Linked DNA regions of Mus musculus: region 2 is linked to region 1. Evidence: chromatin contacts called from public Hi-C data. All regions are on one chromosome and are shown on one strand. The core of a region is the stretch at or near the end of the contact, and the rest is flanking DNA. Distances in the headings are between cores, read along the strand shown. Region 1 holds the start of Lrmda (leucine rich melanocyte differentiation associated). Region 2 overlaps Lrmda (leucine rich melanocyte differentiation associated).

Region 1 (5,923 bases), core at 1,010-3,509:
TATTAAAAGATCTATCTGAAAGTAGAATAGTGGTTTCCTGGAATATTCACTGGTAAGCAGTTAAAAGGAATATCTTCTAATGTTCTCTAATACACAGTAGCAGTGGGTGATAGCCACTGTGAATTGTGTGTTTCAGAACGGCCAACAGAGAGGACTGGCAGTCTCGAGCACAAGCAACTAAATGGTAAGTGTTTACTATAATGATACACCAGTCCTACTCTTCTGATCATTACACACTATACCTGTACTGAAATATTATATTGCATCCTATTAAATGGCTATTTTTCAGAAAAGGAGCTGCCTTTTAGAATTGCACACATTGAAGGTGCTGCCTCTCACAGTGGGTTCTGTTATAAATTGTGTGAAGCAGATGCTAGCAAAATAGTCTAACCCCAGAGCCAGATGGCGTAGGAAAGGAGATAATAACACCCCAAGGTACTCTGGAGCCTTCCTAGCTCCTCTGGATAATTTACCTTGAAATACTGGGCAGGGCCAAAAAAAAAAAAAAAAAAAAAAAAAAAAAAAAAAAAAGCCTTCCCACAAGTCAGCAGATGCCCCTGAGCTCTGTGAAGGTACCTGAAGCATCAAGTCTTGAGGAGGACAAGATAAGAACAAGGAAGTCTTGGGAAGTTTCAACCTCACTGTCAAGTTCTCCAGGAACTTGGAAGAAACTAAGCACAAAGAATGCTGGGACCAGAAATGCAGAGACCACAGTATGCAGGGGGAGAGGACCCTGCTTTGTAGGCAGATGCATGAGGGCAGGACCCCCTTCCCGGGCACACACCCCTCTTTCTAGGAAGCCAAACCTCCCAGAAGCCCCTATACCCTGGCTTAAAATAAGATTCTCCTTTTCTGGCCGCTCAGTGGAGGCTGACAGCAGCCTGGCAGGCTCACTGCTGAGCTCTGGACTTGTGCCTGTCTGAGACTCCAGGCAGAGCCAGGGATCCTAGGAGATTAGGCCAATAGGGGCAGCAGAGAGATGGCAATTCAGCTTATTTCCATCAATACCTGCAGGGTGCCTGGTGCATAGAAGTCACTCAATAAATGTATTCAGTTGAGGAATAAACTACCAGACTCTGTTTTTTTAAAAAAAAAAAAAAAAAATGGAGTAGTTTGGTAGGGTGCACCCAGCAGGTATTTGTGTTTCCCCTTTGTAAAACTCTGAGGCCTCTGAGGAAGAACAATTCCCTTATCCCTGATGCTCTGAGCCTAAAGGGAGAACTTTCACCCTGTCTCCCTAGGGTGGAGAACTTTGCATAGTGAGTGCTGGCTTCATGGGAGGCAAAGCAAAAGAGAAACTACTTTTTTTTTCAGCACATACAGGGTCCCTGCTCAGCCTAGGGGAGTTTACCAGAGACCTTACCAAAGAGCTGAAAACGGGCACTGCGGGGTGTCTACCATCCAGTCTTGCCATGCCTTAGTGACACCTCTTCAAGAACCAGAGTAAAAATGTAGCACACCCTGGGCCTCCACCAGCCTTGAAAAGGAACCTCATTGTGAAAACAGAGCTCCTCCAGCCCCCGGCCAGGCGACACTCTGTGGTTTTCGTTGTGGCTCTGATGACTCTGTGCGCTTTGCTGCCATGCCCCCTCCCCCCTTTCTCCCATGTAAATGTATCAGATCATTTGTACAGTTGCCCTGGTATCAATAGGTAAACGGTTGCGTATTAAAACATTTTTCTTGCACCCTAAAAGTTCTTCTAAAACCCGCATTGTGAAAGAAGAAACTGAACCACTTTTGGTGAAAAATATGAGCCACCAGCACTGGGTCGCATGGAGAAGTTAGTCCCTAAGTGTTGATCAGTGTGACTCTAAGGACAGAGGGAGTTGGGGGATCTCAACTGCTTATCACACCACTACAAAGTGTGGCAGGATCAAAAGAAGAGTCTGACCCTTCTTCAACTTGGAGAAAGTGTGGGTACTTGGCACACATCACCTGCACATGCGACCTCCTCCCAGGGAAAAGGCACTCAGGTTAAAAGCCTTGGAGACCCGTGCCCCTCTGTCCCTCCCATCCCCAACTGGATCCCGGGACTAGATGGGGCTCACTTGGACCGACTTACTTGAGTTCCACTGACCATGAGCCCAGCCATTGTGGCAGGAACCCAGCAGGCGGGCGGCACTGAGCAGGGTGGCGGGCGGCGCAGTTCCGCACTGGGAGGTCAGCTGACCAACGGAAGCCCTAGACTCCGGTCGGCCACCAAGAACTGTGCGCAGCAGCGCTGCCGCCGCTGGCTGGCTCAACCCGGTGCACGTGAACCTGCACCTCCGGGCAGCTCGCAGCGGGTGGCCCGCGGCGCTGCACCCAGCGTGGGAACCCCACGCGACTACTCCTCTCTCCTGCCCAGTTCCTGTCCGGTTCCTCTACGGCCCCCGCTCCCCAAAAGGTGCCCCTTCCAGAATCCAATGCCCAGAGCTTTATTGCATTCATCAGACTCAGACTTGAAGTGAAGGGTGAAGGGGGTCCCCATCGTGGACGTGTCAGCAGAGTTGCTGCTAGTTCCCGACTCAGAACTGGGCCTTCCCAGAATTTCACAATCTAGGTTACATAACCGTCCTCAACTGCTGGAAGGAGGGGCCTCTTCACTCAAAGTCCCCAGTACAGTCTAAAAAGTATGAGCTTGCTAGCAGTGGGGAATGGGTCTCCTGGTGGGATGGAGTTTCCATTTGTTAGAGAGAAGGCTACAAGGAAAGGTTGAATTTTCCCCTTAAAGTGTCAGCTGGTCATACAGCCCCTACTCTCTTCAGGCCCACCACCACCGCAGTAGCTGACAGTAATGAAAGTTAGGGCAGGAATATTGATAATGTCTCCTACTCTCAGGATCCTTTTGTTCTTATTCTCCTCCAAGGGAAGAGACATGTGTAAGAATCAAAGCTATTAATCCTGTCGGCAGCACACACACGAGCCTAAACACACATACGTGTATACACACACACACACACACACCCCTCCCACCTCACCCTCACCCTCCAGAAGGAAGAAGTGACCATTGTCACCTCCTGACTGGGAAATCCAACCCAAGACCAGCAGCTCCCACATTCCAGATTTCCCTCTGGAACCTTCTTCTTGCCTGCTCTTGCCTTCCCACCTCCACCCTAAGGATGGTGCCAGTCCTTACCTATCATTGGGGTCGTGGCTGATAGATAGGCCTAGAGCAAAGTCACGTTAGCAAGAGAAAAACACATTTAATCCAAGTTTTCCATGGTAGGGGAGCCTTCAGAAATGAAGGTGTGGTGGATGGGAAACCACAGGCCTGTAATGACAGCACTTGAGGGGCTGAGGCGGTATCTCAAACTGGAGGCCCGACGGGGCTACATAACAAGACTGTGTCTCTGAGAAGAAAATAGTGTGTATGTCCGTGTGTGTGTGTGTGTGTGTGTGTGTGTGTGTGTGTGTGTGTGCGTGTGTGTGTGTTCATGTGTGTGTGTATGTGTGTGTATGTATATGTTGGTATGTGTGTGTGTTCATGTGTATTCGTGTGTGTGTGTGTATGTGTATGTATTCATGTATGTTCGTGTGTGCATGTGTGTGCATGTGTGTGTGCATGTGTATGCATTCATGTATGTTCATGTGTGTGTGTGTGCATGTGTATGTATTCATGTATGTTCGTGTGTGTGTGCGCTCGCGTGCGCTCGCACAAAGATACAGCTCAGACTGGATGAAGCTGAGTTAGCTGAACAGGAATATGACGGACAAAAGGGTGCACTATTGAGTGTGTAAACATTAAAGGGAGAGGGCAGGAGAGCATCCCTCCCCCAGGGAGCCCACTGGGACTCTTCTGGGATCAGGATCTAAGGACTCTCCATCATACAAGGCAACTTGATTTCTTTGCGACCAGCTCCCACCCAGAAAGACAGCTTCAAGTAGGATCTCTAGGATGTAAGTCTTGCTCTGAGGGAGAGGGGGTCAGGTTCCCAGGATCCACCTTGGGGATGAGGAGTCTTGGCTTCTATGACTCATTTCTAGAGAGAGACGGTGCTGGAGACAGAAGAGCAGGAGACAGGAAGAGACTGCTTCTGAGGCTGAGCTGGGACCTTCCCTTCCCCATAATTATTATTACATTGTGTGTGTGTCCATTATAACATATATACATGTTCGCACTTGAAGAGGTGGATGACAGCTTTCGAAAGTTGGATCTCTCCTACCAAGCAGGTCCAGGAGAACTAACTCAGGCCCTTGGGCTTGACAGTGGTCACCTTTACCAGCTTAACCATCTCACTGTGCTCCCACCCTTTCCCCTTTCATTCTAAATGCTCATCCTGCCAGAGCCCTGGACTGTGGAGTGCCACTTTCTGAGTCCCTGCCCTGACTTGGCTGTTCTGCTCTCTTTATAGATGGATGCCAACATCACTCAACTAGATAAGGAAAGGCAGAGTCCTGGTCTCACTTTCAGGGCAGGTACTGTAGCTTGGCAGGACCACAGATAATTGTGGCTGCCACCTCCATACAGGAGAATGGTCACGAGACTTTGGCTGTCATTGTCTCTGTGTCTAAGCAGCACTTAGAAGCCACTGGCTATGCCTCCAATGATGACAGCTGTGATTGTGGTCAGAATTTTGCTCTGCCAGACAGTCCTGCTCTTCCAGACAGTCCTGCTCCTAGCACATCGCTAGACAGACAGGCTAGGATGGCAGCCTGCTGTTGTGCATCCAGAGGTTTCTGGAGGCTGCCTGCCTGCCCCTCTCTTTTACACTTGTCCCATAGGAAGAGTGGCTGCAGCCAAGTGGAGTCGTGGAAACGCAGTCAGACTATTTACTTTAGGTGGTTCCTGGAAACGCTTCAAGTGACGGGCAACAACAAAAAAGCTTTCCAGAGAGAAGGGGGGTGAAAAGGAGACTCCCAAGGCCTGGTGCCCCCAGGACAGCTGCCCCCTCCTACATTCAGTGCAGAGTCCAGGCTATCCAATCCATTGTCCACTTGGGTTTTCTGCCTGAAAGAGAAGAAATGGTTCAGTGAGGTAGCAGTTGTGATACTCTGTCCTCCCCTGCCACCTCCTACCTCAACCTGCCTAGAAGGACCTTAAGCAGAAGGTGACTCATAGAAGCCAGTGCCAAAACAAGGACCCCACTCATGCCCTTCCTCCACACACGGCTGCATCTTCTAAGCCAAGACTGTTATGCAAACACTGCTGATCACTAACACCATCGTGGACAAGGCTGGTCCCCCTTCACACGCGTCTCATGGCTGTTCCCTCCTCCACAGAGCCTCAGAAAGATTTTAAAACCCAAAATCTCCCAGTGTCTCCCATCCAGTTCCTCATAGAAGATATAATGTGATCTTCAACATCTCTGACAGGGCTGGAAGTTCATCTTGACTGGTAAAGAGCTTGCCTAGCATTGTCCAAGGCCCTGGGCTCAATCCTTCCTACCATAAAAAGGGAGGGAGACCCTGGTGCATATGTGTTACACATAAAATAAATCAATAGAATATAACAAAGGGGTTTTTTTTTAAGAAACATCTTTCTTATAGTCAGTCCCATCTTTCTATCCTCTGCCTGGACTCAGAGGAGATTTTAGTTTTGCCTGGAAATGCCTCCCCAGTGGCTCCTGTCTCCTACTCTGGGAACACACCAAGAAAGCCAGTTGACAGTGCATGCAAGGATCTTGGGAAGATTGTGAAACAAACCTCAGGATAGCTCCATCGGATGGAGGGTTTAGTGTATACTGTAGGGATCTGCAGAAAGTTCTTGATCAGAGTGAATGTCTGGGGTGGTTCCGGCTGCTACCGCAGAGTACCATAAACCCAAGTTAACAGCTGGGAATTCCTCATAGTTCTAGAGGCTGAGGAGTCCGAGATCAGGTGCCAGCAGATTCTATGTGTGGTGAGAGCCCACTCGCTGTCTTACCAGCAGCTACATCTCCCTGTGCCCTGTGAGGGACAAGCTAGCCATTGGAAGGGGGATCAGTAAGGACACTAATCCCAT
Region 2 (5,902 bases), core at 2,776-5,275, 300 kb before region 1:
AGAGATAGTATGGGAAAGGGAAACAGGACAGGATAATAGCTGGGGAGGAGGTTTGCGTGCCTCTTCTGCCATGAGCAGAGCTGTTGTGGGAGCAGGGAGGAGGCTCCTAGGGACGTGTGCGATGGGAAAGGCTGTAGAAGCTAAAGGGGTGGGGGGGGGGAGTGGATGGACCTTCTGAGTGATAATAAGTCCGTAAATGGATGTCTATGGTCTGTGATTCGTCTAACCTATATTAATGGTCTAAATAGTGGCCGAATGTAAGGATGCATAGCTAAGACCAACTGAAAACAAGGGAAACAACAGTGGCCAGGGAATGACTCCAGAAATCTTTGCGAGGTCAGCTTGAGCCTCACAGCTTTAATGGATAAACTGCCAGTGGTGGTGACAGCCAGCTCTTCTTCTCATGCTGCAAAGCCTGGCTGCCCATCCGTCACTCTTGTTTACCGTTACCAGATAAATCATTTTAGTCTCCTCCAGCTTTGGCCCTCCTCCACCATGAACAGAGTAAACCAGGATGCCCCACTTGAGGCTGTCATCAAAGGCAGGGGCACCCGTGCTCTCTCCCCGCTCTGCAACCCTTATGGGCAATGGCCCTCCTCCCTCCTTAGGCATATCGGAATGAGCAATATTTGACTGTAGATTCTTTCATCTCTGTAGCTTTGAAAACCTCAAACATCATATCAGATCTACAACAAAGAGCAGGGACTTCAGGGGTTGACAGCGCGGCCGTAATTAAAGACAAGCATCAATGGCTGCCACGCTAAACAATGCCAGGTTTTAGCTGCTCCAAAACCAACTGTTTACCTTCCAGGCACTTCTATGGCAAGGTTTAAACAGGTGCTGTTTAAATTGTTTTCACAAAAGATATGCAAACAGGAGATAGGAACTTTTCTTTTCCCTGACACAGGGTGTAATATACAGCCAGCTACTCCCCAAATCATAGCTCCCAATTGATGTGCTTAGCGGAAACCTGTCTCTAATAATAACATGAGTACAAAATGCTGAATGGCTCTACTAGATGGCTCAGTGGGTAAAGAGGCTTGCTGCCAAGCCTGAAGACTTGAGTTCATCCCCAGAACCCAAAGGGTAGAAGGAGAAAACCAATCTGATATCCATATCCATATATACATACATATATATGCATACCCACACACAATAAATACATATTAATATTTATAGAGAAAATTACAGAAAGTATTATAAGAATCAACCCCAAAAGGGAGGAACTATCCCTAGATAATACCTTAAGCTCCTTCTAGATCATGAATTTCAGTTCCCCCACCTTATGAAATAAGGAAATTACATTTTAAGTTGGTGTTGAAAGTTATAACTTTTTTTTCCAAATCAAGTCCAGTAGATCAAGCTGAGTATGGTAACCTATACATGCAATGCTAGCATTCTTCTAGGAGGCTGAGGCATGGGGATTGTGAGTTGAAGATTAGAATGGTTAGTTACTTAATGAAGCCCTGTCTCAGAAAGAAAGAAAAGAGACAGACAGATAGAAAGATAGATAGATAGATAGATAGATAGATAGATAGATAGATAGATAGATAGATAGATAGAGATGGGCAGGGACAAGATGAAGAAATAGAGGAGAAAAAGAAGAAAGGATAAGGGATATGAACAGTTATGAGGGTAGAACCAGGTCCATCCTACCACAGTGTTCCCTCAAAACCTTTGGAAAACTTTGAGAACCACTAGGCTGAAAGATCTTTGAGAATTCTTCGAGGATCACTTCTATAATGAAGGAGAATGTATTAGCATTGTAGTCCCAGTTCTATCTTTTCCCATAATGCTTTTCTCACTGTGGAACATCTCAGTAGCACTGACTAGATAAGCCCCTCCATGTCTGAATAGCTGTCTAAGTTCTGAAGAGCTGCTTCCCTGCTTCTCCTTGGGTTTTAGAGGAGCTGACCACATAGGTAGCAAAGGGAAAGAAGCCAGTGTGGCCGCAGATCAGAGTCATCTTGTGCTTGCATCTCTACAGGGTGTTCATGGCTAGTGCAGCATCCATCATTCTGTGGGGCTGATAGAATCTGTAAGAATATGCTCGCCACTCTATTCTTCTATTTAAGCACACAACATGGAAGGCTAAACTTGTCCTCTTCGCACCGTATACATAATCTCTGGAGTTCATGGAAAGTAAGTCCATTGAAGGCAGCCAGCAATCTGCTACCATAAATTATGCCAAAGACCTAGGGTAGGGACATAAGGACAACTTTCTAGAGCCACCAAGAGCTTTCCATGGAGCAGCTCAAGAGAAGAATGTCCAGGGCTGCTTCCCTTCCTCTTTGTGTATACTGCTCACAAATGGTAGGGAAACTAGAAAGATCTTACAGGCTGTGGTTAAGGCCCCACATGGGATAGATATCATGACTTGTTGTGTCTATGACTGGAAGATTTTCCTGATTCCTGAGGGTGGGACACCCTCACGACATGATGAGTTGTTGCTTGTGTCTTTGAAGACTAAAAATGTTAACAACTTGAAAGAGGAATATCACTGGTGTTTGTTCAGGATAATCTGAAAGAATTATAGGAGCTCCGCCTTTCAATTTTCTATAAAAGTAATACGAAGAGTGGCTAGGAAGTCAGTCCCAACAGGGAAGAGCTGGCCTCACAGGTGAAAGGAACCGACTTTGCACCCCAGAACTAATGCAAAAAAGGCAGACACGGTAGAACACACTTGCAAAAAAAGCAAAGGTGATGGAGACAGGCAGAGCCCTGGAGCTCTCTAGAAAGTTAGCCTTGTCTCCTTGGTAATCCCCAGGCCAGTGAATGATCGTGAATTTTGTTTTTGTTTTTGTTTTGTTTTTCTTAATGGATGGTACCTGAGAAATGACACTTGATACCGTCTTTTGATTTCCACATGCACATGCTGACTCATGAGATCTGTGCACACACAAACATGCACATGTCTGTACATGTATACACACACATATGCATACATGCATACACGCAGGCACAAACAAGAGAAATTTTTTACTACCCAATACCCCCAGTAGCTGCTACCTTCATCTTACAAGTGTGGGGTTCTAGGAAATTTCCAAAGAAAAAACTCAAAAAGGCCTTGCTTTTGTGAAGGGAGGGCTAATCGACAGTTCCAACCGACTAGAACAGCCCGGTGGATTCCCAAAGCCAGGGATCTTGCCCAGCCCCTCCCAGAGCTGACATCATTCTTGCTAGCCAAGGTTCCTTCTAGAATAGACCACCCCATCTTGAAAACAGTGACTCTTTATGGAATGTTTCATTCCTGTTTCAGATAAAAAAAAAAATCAAAGAGCCAATCCGCCTGAGCTGGAAAAATGTCCCTCAAGAATCTGGGAACGCCGCCTTGGTGGTTTGTAGTTAGTAGTAATATCTTCTCTTGAAGCTGTCAGGTGGCCCTCCTGTTTGCAGAAGGAAACCAGACATAAATAAAGCCAAAAAAAAGAGAAATGTTTGAGCTAGGCTACTGCTTGTTGGTTTATTGTTTTGAGCGGAGAAGCCAGTGTTTTCCAAGCATGGTTGTTCTACAGCACTCAGCTCCCTCACAAATGTGTTCCCTACCCTTCTGCTCATCTATAAAACAGCCTGCTTCTTGTCTTGTTAAACTTGGCCTCCAGACAGAACTTTCAGCTTAAAATATCTAACAATATGTCATATCCACCAGATACATGACAGCTATTCCTAAGATACATAATATTATTAATTGTTTTTGAATGAATTTGAACTGTTATGAATCCAAAAAGTATAAAAATGACATTTAGCCATCAACAGCTTTTGAAACATTATATACACAAAGGAAGAAATAGTAACAAGTCCAACGGTACTCATAATTTCAGAATTATATCCTTTGAAGCCAAAATGACATTAAGAGAAACAGGATGTAGAAACTTAAAAATAAAATTTCAATCCTTGACAATATTAAACTTGCCTCCTGATAAAAATTAAGTGCAAGCTAAATTATTTTTATATGCCTGAGGAACTGTCAAACAACTGGCTGTCTCCTTGACTATTTAAAGAGACAGGACTGGAGTGTGTGGAGAGATCTGGGAGGTTAAACAAGGGTGAGGGATGAGCAAGCCAACTGACTTCAACTGACTCAAAATTTACTAAGCACATGCTAGAAAATCTATTAGACAATAAAAGAGAGAGACAGGCTAAGCCTCAGAAGATCTTACACTGAGAAAGTAAAGAGGCTCCCATAGCCTTAAAATAAAGAAACAAAGTTATCTTTGATTAAATGTCCACACTGGAATTGAATGCCACTGCCATGCAATTGAAGTAAGCAAGATTGAAGGTAAGAGCAAGAACTCCATGCTGGCTGAGGTATAGCTGAGGAAGCCCCATGCAAAAACTAGAGTTCCAACTGCACCCAAAGGCTGAGGCTTACTTAGGAAGATGTGAGAAGGCTAGAGGGTGTTTACCATAAAAGAGGCAATGTAACAATGGCTTACAGGCTAAAACATATCCAACTTGTTGGGAGAAGGATGAGTTCCAATGGACCTCAAGTTCCTTTAGCTCAAAGGCATGGAAAATATTCTAATGTCTTCCTCACAGCCAGCTTCATGGAGTCCCAGAGGACTCAGATTTCTGAAGCTTCCAGTTAGCTTCTCTCATTAAGACCTGTTCCAACTGGACCCAGACACTTCTCTCCCCCACATTCTTTACAGAAGACATCAATGTCAAGAGCACCAGAAATGATCGTGACCTTTTTCCTTTGTCTATCACAACCTCCCACTGCTGAAACTCTGAGATCTGTGGCTGACCCCTACTAGACTTAGAGTGACACATCAAGATTTGACAAAGCATGTGTTACTACAGAGTCTAGAAGTCCAAAGCCCAAGACTTTGAAGTACACTATTCCGGGCACAGGGTAGCGCCCTGACAACCTAGAATTTTCTAGCCTAAAATGTTAACAGACCTGAGCATGAGAGGAAATGAATCTAAACATTCACAGTATCTCTGGAACAAATTTATCTAGCAAAATGAGACATTTCCATTTTCTTTCTATTAACTTAACCCATACCTATCTACTTACTCTAAATCCCAAGGGCTTCCTAAGATAAAATTGGCCAAACCATGCAACCCTGATTAATTTCCCTATGCTGCAACAACAACAAAAAGAAATAGCAAAACTCACCATGAGAGGGGAGCCCAAGCATGGGGGTGGGCAGCACCTGTGAAATGCACTTTCCTTTCTTGGAACTGAAAGGCTCATCTCTCAATCCTTTGAGGTGCTTCTCTGATTTTTTTAACGTTTTGTGTCCTTCCAAAGGTAGACACAATCAAAGATATTTATGTTTTTGTAGAAAGATATAGCTGTCTTTTGTGAGGCTATGCCAGGGCCTAGCAAACACAGAAGTGGATGCTCACAGTCAGCTATTGGATGGATCACAGGGCTCCCAATGGAGGAGCTAGAGAAAGTACCCAAGGAACTAAAGGGATCTGCAACCCTATAGGTGGAACTACAATATGAACTACCCAGTAACCCCCAGAGCTCATGTCTCTAGCTGCATGTGTATCAGAAGATAGCCTAGTCGGCCATCATTGGAAAGAGAGGCCCCTTGGTCTTGCAAACTTTATATGCCTCAGTACAGGGGAACACCAAGGCCAAGAAGTGGGAGTGGGTGGGTAGGGGAGTGGGGGGGGGAGGGTATGGGGGACTTTTGGGATAGCATTGGAAATGTAAATGAAAAAAATATCTAATTAAAAAAAGAAATCTGTATACAAATATTTGTTCTTCAAGAAATTTCAGTTTGGGGTTTCATCAGAGAGACTACAGTCATCATAATTTTAATATGTGTAGTTTCAAATGATGTCTGATCTCCCATCAAATACCCAGGGTATTCTTGGCATTTGTAGCAGTGGTTTAACCCCAACTGACAACCAAATGCTATGCCAATGGCTCAGTGTGAAGCAA

Evidence for each region. Hi-C and Micro-C count contacts between places; a contact is called where the count stands out from the background.
Region 2: a contact with region 1 is called in a Hi-C map of uterus, with 3 times the contacts expected there. The contact joins the enhancer-like site here to the promoter of Lrmda in region 1. A contact is called at or near these places in 2 of 39 promoter capture datasets (frontonasal cranial neural crest and liver), 1 of 484 Hi-C or Micro-C datasets (uterus), 2 of 115 datasets of contacts at active chromatin or transcription factors (the SCID.adh cell line and embryonic stem cells) and 3 of 9 other capture datasets (adipose tissue, macrophages and pancreatic islet).

Annotation. Positions count from the first base shown.
Region 1 is chr14:22,016,048-22,021,970 of GRCm38.p6, reverse strand. It overlaps Lrmda (leucine rich melanocyte differentiation associated), which reads right to left and starts at 2,259. Exons shown (of 7, transcript NM_028275.1): 1 at 2,063-2,259. The coding sequence starts at 2,092. Gm41106 (a long non-coding RNA gene) reads right to left here. Exons shown (of 2, transcript XR_874397.2): 1 at 5,626-5,923; 2 at 3,166-4,930.
Region 2 is chr14:22,321,349-22,327,250 of GRCm38.p6, reverse strand. The region is part of intron 2 of Lrmda (leucine rich melanocyte differentiation associated); the gene reads right to left. Among named protein-coding and RNA genes, the nearest start is that of 4930405A10Rik, 220 kb to the left of the region's middle. Within about 2 kb of position 4,025, at least 8 of the 459 cell types and tissues checked have an H3K27ac peak or open chromatin away from gene starts, as enhancers often do. A contact at or near this core is called in adipose tissue and uterus, where this site is marked.